Linked DNA regions of Triticum aestivum: region 2 is linked to region 1. The links are chromatin contacts, called in public HiCAR-type maps. All regions are on one chromosome and are shown on one strand. The core of a region is the stretch at or near the end of the contact, and the rest is flanking DNA. Distances in the headings are between cores, read along the strand shown. Region 1 holds the start of LOC123135629 (synaptojanin-1). Region 2 holds the start of LOC123135637 (guanylyl cyclase 1).

Region 1 (4,921 bases), core at 2,389-4,888:
TAGCGCCAAAGAAGAATGATCCGGGCAGCAGTGCACGCCAGAGGAGCGCAACATAGGGCCTCTTATCTCCAAGCACAAAGCTCCCAACAGAGAAACATCGTCGGAAAGACATCTCCATCGTGCCGATCCTACGAATCAAGGCTTTCGCCCCCGGAGATGGTTGCCGATACAAGGCAACGTGGACAATGACGCTACCCTCGGCGACACCTCCAGGAATGGGAATGACACCCACGGGTGCCATCGACGCCGGTCCGACCAAGGCCGAACATAATTTCCATCCGTAGCATTGCACATTTCCACGCCACCAAGCTTCCGGCCAGCCCCGAAAGATGCCTCTCACCGCCAACACCGCAGCCACTTGCAGTCGGAGCCACACATCACTGTCGAGGAAGCACGCCTCAAGCCACCACCTTCAGCACACCAGGAACCGCAACAACCACCAATTGATGCGGGGATCAGATCCGTCGCGATGGCCTTCACCCGCACCTAGTGGCTGCCACACAGATGGACCTGACCCGCACCATCAGCCACACTTCGACGCCAACTTCACCGAGGCATCACCGCCGCCGCCTCACACGTAGGTGGTCGGGCGCCCGCTGCTCGCCAGGCCCTGCCTAGCCGAGCCTCGCAGCGCCGCCGCCTTCATGGCTGCGCATGCGCTGCCGCCTCCGACGAAGTCAGCACACCACCCACATCCACTCACCCATTGCAACCCTCGTGCGGATCCAGGGGACCGCCGTCGAGCACCCCGTCGTGAAACAGTCTCCCGCAGCACCCCAACCGGGAGCCATCCAACGCGCCAGATCATGCCCGAGAGCCACGGATCCGCGCATGGGAGGGCTGCCTGCCAGCCGACCCGACGCCAACCAGGGGCGCCACCACGACGCCACAGGCCGGACGAGGCCACGCCGCGCCGCCCGGAGCAAGGCACCGCCGACCCAGACGCCGCCAGCTCGCCCCGCGCCACCCGGAGCAAGGCCGTGCCACTCCGCTGAGACGAGAGCCACGGGCGCGTCGTGCCTCGCCAGAGCCACCCCCACCCGCCGCCGACATGCGAACCACGCCGGCGAGAGGACCTCCGCGCCAGATCTGGCGTCCCGCGCCGCCAGGAGCCTGGAGAGGAGGGGAGAAACCCCGCCGCCGCCGACCCGTCCGGGCTTTGCCCGACGTCGTCCCTTGGCGGCGGCGAGGGAGAGGGGAGGCGGGGCGGGAGGACTGGCGGCGGCGCGATTTAGGGTTCCTCCCGGGCCGCTTGCGGGAGCGGCAGGGGGAAGAATTTTTTTTTAGGGGTAAATGAACTGGAGATGATAATTCCTGGCTGGCGTCCGCGAGGTTAGGGGGCCCTCAGCCTGGCAGGGCCCGCCCCGTCGGTAGGAGCGGTTGGGTAGGCCCAACGAAGCGGCAGACGAGAGCGAAACCAAGGTTGGCCGCGGGTGAGAGCGGCGTGGTGGGGCCCACGGGACCCCCGTTGCGGTGCGGGGATCTCCGGCGTCCGGTTCGCAGAGATTCACAGGATTCCGAGAGCCCGGCTCCGGTGCCCCAGCAGGCCGATGACAGGTGGGGTCCGGCCTAGGCAACTGGCCGGCGCTGCACATCGTACTATACTACAGTTTCCCGTTTGCCTATGTCCTTATCCAGAGCTCTCAAAAGAGAGGGCTCTGGGCGGCCGTCGAGAAAAGCCCGTAAATTGGAGTAGAATTTCTCTAATATGTGAAAAGGAAGGAAAAAAAAATACAAGTTCGGTCACCAAGCGGCGGATGGGCACTCGTCGCCGACCGCCCCACCGCGTCGACCAGCGCCGTCTCACAGTCACCGGGTTACCGGGTCACGCCCATTCCGGCGCCGCCATGAACCGCCGGGCCAGTACCACGACCGCCAGTACAGTACTGCTGTCTGTCTAACGCAAGTACGTACAGTACCTTCCACCGGATCGCATCGGCCGCCCACTTCACTCCACTTCACTTTACAGCGGCAGGTTACCGGGCGCGCGCCGTGTATTTCCACCGGGTGCAGGCAGCTCAGCATTTCGCCAGTTTTCTACTCGAGCCCGTACCCGACATCACGCCATCAACCCACGCCCTTTCCCTTTTCCACTCCGTATACCACACCACAGCACACCCGCCTTTAAAGCGCCCGCGACTTTAATGCGCTGTAGCAGTACAAAGAACACAACTTAAATTCCCAAAGCCTACCTAGAGAAATCTCCCTCGCTCAGAGGAAGTGGACGCAATTCTCGTGACCGCATCGCAAAAACTCCCGCCGCTTCTTTACTCCCGCCCAATTTAATGGCATGAAACCAAACCTCGGCTGAGGCTGGTCATAGTGGAGAGTAACTTAGACTGGTACTCCCTCCGTCCGGGTGTATAAGTCATTTGCGTAGTTCTAGGTCATCGATTTGAGGAATTAAATATGTGTTATATGCCATGAAAAGTATATCACTAGATTTCCACGCGGATGTAGTTTCTAAATATATATTTTTTGTCACATATAATACATATTTAGATAGTTAAATTATCGACCTAGAACTACGCGAATGACTTATACACCGGGACGGAGGTAGTAACATACATATGTTACTAGTCTATGTTACTAACTTCATAGTGGGTAGTGTCATAGGTGTGGTAACATAGTTGCCTTCATTTATTACTTTGTAGACTCATTATGCATTGGAAACCGCTATGTGATGGTAACATATTATGTTACTCTATTTGCCTCTCTCCTCATTAACTACTTGCCACATCACCAATTTTGTTTATGTGGCATCTATGTTACTATCTATGTTACTCCCACTATGATCATGGTGATGTGGCAAGTAGTTAATGAGGAGAGAGGCAAATAGAGTAACATAATATGTTACCATCACATAGCGGTTTCCAATGCATAATGAGTCTACAAAGTAATAAATGAAGGCAACTATGTTACCACACCTATGACACTACCCACTATGAAGGTAATAATATAGACTAGTAACATATGTATGATACTAGTCTAAGTTACTCCCCACTATGACCAGCCTGACCAGCCTGAGCCAGAGCAGAGCAGTTGCACTTGCGGCACTGGCCGGCCGGCCGGCAGGCGCTCACTGCACTAGTTTCGGTTTAGGTTTAGGTCAGTGCCTGACGAAGGAAGAAAATTTGCCTTTCCCGCTATTCTGATTTGGTTGTAGAGTGGGTTCAGCTACCGTTAACTATCTGGTGAGTGGGTGGAATGCCATTGACATGGCGCACATAAAATGTATTAATAATAATAATAGTAACCTATAATGCTACTACTGTATATCAGATCTAGAACGATAGATTACAGCAGGCAGAGTGCAACATGCTCCGTGCAATTAATCGGAGCACAATTTGTAAATAATTTTAAAAAAAAGTGGGTAAAAGAAAAAGTTCGGAGCACAATTCATTCTGAAGAAAAAAGTCAGAATATACTTCAGAAATTGTGTGCAGACGAGGTACTAGTATGCGAGCTGAGCCTACCGGGCTACGGTTCACACGCATCGTCACAGGCACAGCTCACTCCACTCACAAATGCATGCACGGCAGGTTAAAAAAGAAAAGAGAGCTCCTTAATGAAGGAAAATAATTATTTCCCCACAAATCTCGCCGCTGGCCTCTCTTTTATAAACCCATCGGACAGAGAGGGAGAGCAGCATTTGCACCCGCCGAAGCCCATCGACATTCCCCTCCCTCTCCTCTCCTTCTCCGTCCCACGACCCCCCACCTCTCTCCGCTGATAAGCACAGCACTCCTCTGCCTTCCATTCGACGGCCGGCCCGCTCGCTCGGATTGCCCGGACTAGGATTCTTCAAGGTGGAGCAAATGGCGGTGGAGTGGTCCGACGGCGGCGAGGAGTTCCTTCTTCCTGACGAGTTCTTGGACGACGACTTCTTCTCCGAGGAGGAGAAGGCGGCGGTGGCCGCGCGGAGCGAGAGTGATGAGGAGGACAGCTTGGCTGGCCTCTCGCGCCGCCTCGCGGGCCTCCTCGGCGGTGACAAACTCGCCGTCACGCCTGCCAAGGTTGGTTTCTTGCTCCTTCAATCTTTCTGTTTGCGTGGTTTGTTATGCGTAGTACCTGCGCCGGTTCCTGACTCTTGGCTTCTTTGTTTGGCAGGAGGAGGTGACTGCAGGGTCGCCCAAGTCGACGCTGTGTGGGCTGCCTAAGTCGGGCCAGGAGAGCCCCAACAGCGGCGCGTCTCACGGGAACTCGCCGCCGTCGTCCCCGCTGGAGCAGCAGCCGGCCGACCCGTGGGACGTCCTCTACGAGGCAGCCGGGCTGGTCAACAGCATCCCGGCGCCGGGCAACCCCTACGGCCTACACGGCGGCGGTGGCTTTCTGCCGCCTGCGCGGAAGGCCTCGCCTCCTCCTCCGCCGCCTCACGTGCCCTTGCCAGCCGGCACGGCCGCGGGCGGCGTGTACTACCACCCGTTCGCGCACCTCATCACGCAGCGCCAGATACAGGCTGCCAGGGTGAGTTCTCAGTTGCATGGCGCTCTTGTTATGCGTCTCCTACCTCAAGATTTCTTGGTTTTAACATCTTTGTTTTGTGTTTGTGTTATGCAGTATCATCTCCTCAAACAGCAGCAGCTCTTCAAGCAGCAGAGGGACCGGCAGCTGGCCGCGGCCGCCGCATGGGGCGTGCGCCGTAACGCGGCAGCCAAGAGGGCGGGCGCCGCTCCTATTGACCTGAGCCCGGCGTCGTTCCCGCCGCTGTTGAAGACGCAGCTGCAGCATACGCCTGCACCCCACCCTACCCATCCCGCCGCCGCTGGCATGCGGGCCGTCTTCCTGACGCCGCCCGGGGCCAAGCGCGAGCGCAATGGCACCGGCGTCTTCCTCCCGCGCCCGGCCGGCGCCCCCGCCGAGGCCAGGAAGAAGTCTGGTGCGTGTGCCCCTCGTAACACCTGTTTTGGCCGTTCTGGTT
Region 2 (4,566 bases), core at 384-2,883, 560 kb before region 1:
AATGGCATCGGATGGCATGACTATTATGAAAAGTTGGAAATCTATTTGGTCTATCAAGGCTCCAAATAAGATGAAGGTGGTCCTTTGGAGGCTTGCTCACGATTGCCTCCCATCAGGTATTCAACTCCAACGTCGTCATGTGCCAACTTCTAACCTATGTTGTTTCTGTGGGAGGACGGAAGGAATCGAGCACTCGCTGTTGTTTTGCCCTTTTGCTTATGAGACCTGGTCGCAAGTGAAGCAATCCTTCGACATTAAGCTATGGGGGTCCAATTTTTCTTCGCCAAAGCAGTGGTTGTTTGATTTCCTTTCTCGTTCCTCGGATCAGCAGACTACGGTCATGGCTGTTACTATATGGCATATTTGGGAGGCGCGGAACTCTGTTCGAAACAATGAAGATGAGCCACATCCTGTTCGTACCGTTTTTAAGATAAAAGCATATGTTGATTTGATCTTTCGGCATCTATACAAACCGGATCTTGTGCATAGGCGTGAGAGCATTGCCTCAAGTACTTCTTGGTCTCCGCCGCCGCCGGGTTCTGTATTATTCATGTGTGATGCCGTGATCTTCTCTGAGCTAAGTAAGTTTGGTGCAGGTGTGGTTGCTCTCAACTCTGATGGACAATTTGTTATTGCATGTAGAGAAGCCAACTATGGAAGCCCTGAACCTGAATTAGCTGAGGCATGTGCCCTTCGGCGAGCAGTTTACCTTGTATGTGAGATGGGATGTGATTCGGTGATATTCGCCTCCGATTGCCTCTCTTTGGTGCAGAGAATCAACTCCCATGTTCGCGATCGTTCACTCGTTGGTGCTGTGGTCTCGGAGATCAAAGATGGCATATCGAATATTCTTTTTTCTCGGGTCAAGTTTATTCGTCGGCAGTCTAATGTTTTAGCTCATAATTTAGCTAAGTCATGTTTGAGCTGTAATGGTCTTTGTGTTTTCACTTCTACTTCGGAATGTATCCGAGAGACTGTTTGTAATTATGTTGCTTGATTAATAAAGTGCCGACGTTTTTCTCAAAAAAAACCAAATTAGCCACATTCCGTATCTCCAATCAAACATCGAAACGAAACCATTTAATTACAGCTTTTCTAACCCTCAGAAACAAAATTAAAGCTTTTCTTTCGCTCCAGTCAAATGCGCAGATGAAACCAACCCATTCATGGAACGGAACCGCCGCATGCACAGATCGAACCGTTCCATTCGATCCTCGGCCAGACACGCTATCGAGCACAATAAGAAGACTATCCTCGTGTCAATGGCAATGTTGCGTCTAAAAATGGATATAATGGATATAGGGGATTGTGCAAATCGAGCAAAAACCAATAGCCATTGACCATTCTCCCAGTCCAGTCTGGCAAGAGCGCCCCACCGCCACGCCTGTGTCGTGGGCCGTGGCCCCCAGCCAGCCCGACCGGGTCGCTCACCGCAAAAGGCCGACGACGGCAGGGCAGGCAGCCAACTCGGCGGCTCGGGTCAATCCAGCGTTTAAGACACGCGCCCATATCCCGGGCCCCCACCCCCCAGGCACTGGCGCATCCGGCAACCACCGCATGATTGCCATCGCGTCGCATCGCGGCAAACAACGTACCCCGTCCCCCTTCCAATATGCGCCTCCCACGACGCCGTTCGTCCTCCTCCCCCCTCCCAATCCCCGCCCTCTCCTCCGCCCCCTCCGCCTCACTCCAGCTTGGCCTCGCGCGGCACCTTCTGGAGAGGAGAGGGCCGTTATAAAGGCGCCGCTCCCCGGTTCCCATCCCGCCGATTCTTCTGGTGCCAGCCAGCCGCCGCCGCCCCTCCCTCCCCGCTTCTTCTTTATAATCAATCCTCCAGCCCAGCCAATCCAATCATTCCGAACCCGCGATTCCCATCCCGTCACCCCACCCCCACCGCACCGCCACGCGCCCCGCGTGTTCTCTTCGAGGCTTTTCCCCTGCTCTTCCTCCTCCTCCTCCTCGGGGCCCGAACGGCCGGCGAGGGCAAGAATTCTCTGCCCTGCCCTGGTCTGAACCTGGCACGATTCTTGCCCGGTCCGAGTGACGGCCTACTGGCCCCGCCGGCGGTTGATGATGTCATGTGGCCCCTCTGCTTCATCTCGGACAGGCTGTTCAAGGTGCCGGGAGACGACGGCGGCGACGGCGACGGCCCGGGCGCGCCGCTGCCCCCCGACGGCCGAATCCCGCTAGCACGCCGATCCTACTTCATCGATGTCAGTCCCCCCTCTCGCCTCTCTATATTGCTTTATCATATCATGTCATCACTGCGTGACTCTCGTGTAGTACATGTAGCGATTCTTGAATCGCCGCGCGGCATTCAGTCCGACTCTCTCCCTGCGCCGGCTTCGATTGACATTTCGGTTGCTTTGCCGGTGCTTCCAGGTCCCTCACGTGCAGCAGGCCTTCACCTGGGACTGCGGCCTCGCTTGCGTGCTCATGGTGCTGAGGACCCTGGGGCTTGATTGCTGCCACGGCATTGCCGAACTCGAGAAGCTCTGCCGCACCACAAGGTATCCCATTTAGCAGTTAAAAATTTGGGTTCGTTAAGAAACTAGCTGCGCCGTACTGCTTGAATTCTTGCTTGAGCCAGTGGCGGTGCTGCCTGGTAACCTGGAGGAATATTAATTTAGCCGTGCCGTGGTACTTTGAGTTGTTTTATTAACGTAGTAGTGTGTTTAAAGGCCAAGCACAAAGCTAAGTACTGTAGCTAACAATAATTGTTTGGTTGTTGTGGAATATATTTGTCGAAATAGTGGTGCTTCGGGCAGCTAACTGTTATAAACAGACAAAACACATGAGTTGCTTTGCAGAGGGAAAAAAAACGTACTGTCACACTATGAAGGTTTATCTAGAAGGGCCAGGGAATCCTTATTGAAGTCTGAACTAGTAAACGGTTGGTTACTAAGCCATCCATCAAGCTACAAATATTACTATAGATGGAGTATTGAACAGCTAAACATGAATTGGTGATGTATTCGTTCTTTGAAACGAAATAATACCAAAAGAACTATATTGATAATCAGACCTGCATTCTGAAAGATGGGAACCAGATTCGGTGTTCTGCTGTCATGTACTAGCACCGAATTATCTGTCCCAGTTTTATAGGTTTATCTCCCAGTAATGTACAGCAGGATTTTTTAAATAGAAAGGGTTCAACATGATTGCATGAGCTATATTATTTGTTTCTCGGATGTTACCTGGAGCGGAGCTGTGATAGGTTTTGTCGCTGCACGGAGATACTAACCACCTTCTTAAGCATAAGCTAATAAAACATTTTAAGTGTACAGTTTTTAAAATGATAAACAGAACAGTAGTAGGTATATTGTGCACATCCAAATAGAATTTGTTTGTCGGATGTTACCTGGAGCGTAGCTGTGATAGGTTTTGTTGCTGCACGGAGATACTAACCACCTTCTTAAGCGTAAGCTAATAAAACATTTTAAGTGTACAATTTTTTAAATAATAAACAGAACAGTAGTAGGTATATTGTGCACATCCAAATAGAATTTGTTTCTAGCAAGTACACTCAAACAAAATGTTAACGCACAGCCCTGTCACAGGTTAGCTGAACTGATTATTTGAATACTCAAATTTCATACCATGGTAATACTAACATTTTTGGGTTATTTTTGCAGCGTCTGGACAGTCGACTTAGCATATCTGTTACACAAGTTTTCAGTTAATTTTTCGTTCTTTACTGTGACTATTGGAGCGAATCCGCAGTATTCTGCAGAAACCTTTTATAGGGTAGGTATTGCAACTTGCTGCTGTAGTGATTCTTCTGATATTCGCTGTACTAATGTTTTCAAAATTACCAATTGTGATAGGAGCAATTGCAAGAAGACATTGATCGAGTGGATGAGCTGTTCGGCAAAGCACTTGATGCTGGAATCAGTATTCAAGTACGCTCACAACACACATCACAAAATTATTTATTCCATTTACTTCTCGTATTGGTTTTAAGTTTTTGCAATTTATGGTTTTTCTCAGTGCAGATCCATCAGTGCGTATGATATTGCTTTTCTACTTTTATCCGGGCACTGCATTGCAATTGCACTAGTGGATAAATCAAAGTTAAAGTAAGATTTTTCTATGCCTGCTAGGAATATTTACCCTTGTAGTTTCACTTCTTACTAATAACATAGACTTTTTATTTGGCTCTGCATTTGGAATCATCAATGGGGTAGGATGTTCCTTAAGCAGTAAATCTAATAAGTAGTTTTCGTCGATGCTTGACCATTTCTGTATGACTTATGGATTCCAATCTAACTCTGATATCACTTGAATATTCCACCTTTTTTATTAACTGCCGTCAGACGAATGTCAATTTAACATCTTCTGCAATGGGTGATTAAGCAGTTAAACAGTACAAATGATCAGCAGCGATATTTTTTATGGCTGTATCCATGTATTCTCCGCAAAATGGTTCATCCTAAAATTGAAAGAGAAAGATTACGGTGTCCAATTGAGAAAATAATCAATCCAACATTATCTGAAACGTTCATTGACATCGCGATAATAACTGGACTTTTGGATGCAGTTCCTCTTGGATGAATGATGTACATG

Evidence for each region. HiCAR-type assays count read pairs that join an accessible place to other places.
Region 2: a HiCAR-type map of leaf shows a contact between it and region 1, with 4 times the contacts expected there. The contact joins the promoter of LOC123135637 here to the promoter of LOC123135629 in region 1. A contact is called at or near these places in 2 of 5 Hi-C or Micro-C datasets (leaf and root) and 1 of 1 datasets of contacts at active chromatin or transcription factors (leaf).

Annotation. Positions count from the first base shown.
Region 1 is chr1B:510,555,060-510,559,980 of IWGSC CS RefSeq v2.1, reverse strand. It overlaps LOC123135629 (synaptojanin-1), which reads left to right and starts at 3,638. Exons shown (of 5, transcript XM_044554786.1): 1 at 3,638-4,016; 2 at 4,111-4,467; 3 at 4,561-4,879. The coding sequence starts at 3,819.
Region 2 is chr1B:511,114,899-511,119,464 of IWGSC CS RefSeq v2.1, reverse strand. LOC123135637 (guanylyl cyclase 1) reads left to right here and starts at 1,633. Exons shown (of 9, transcript XM_044554798.1): 1 at 1,633-2,213; 2 at 2,383-2,510; 3 at 3,636-3,747; 4 at 3,828-3,902; 5 at 3,991-4,079; 6 at 4,541-4,566. The coding sequence starts at 2,079.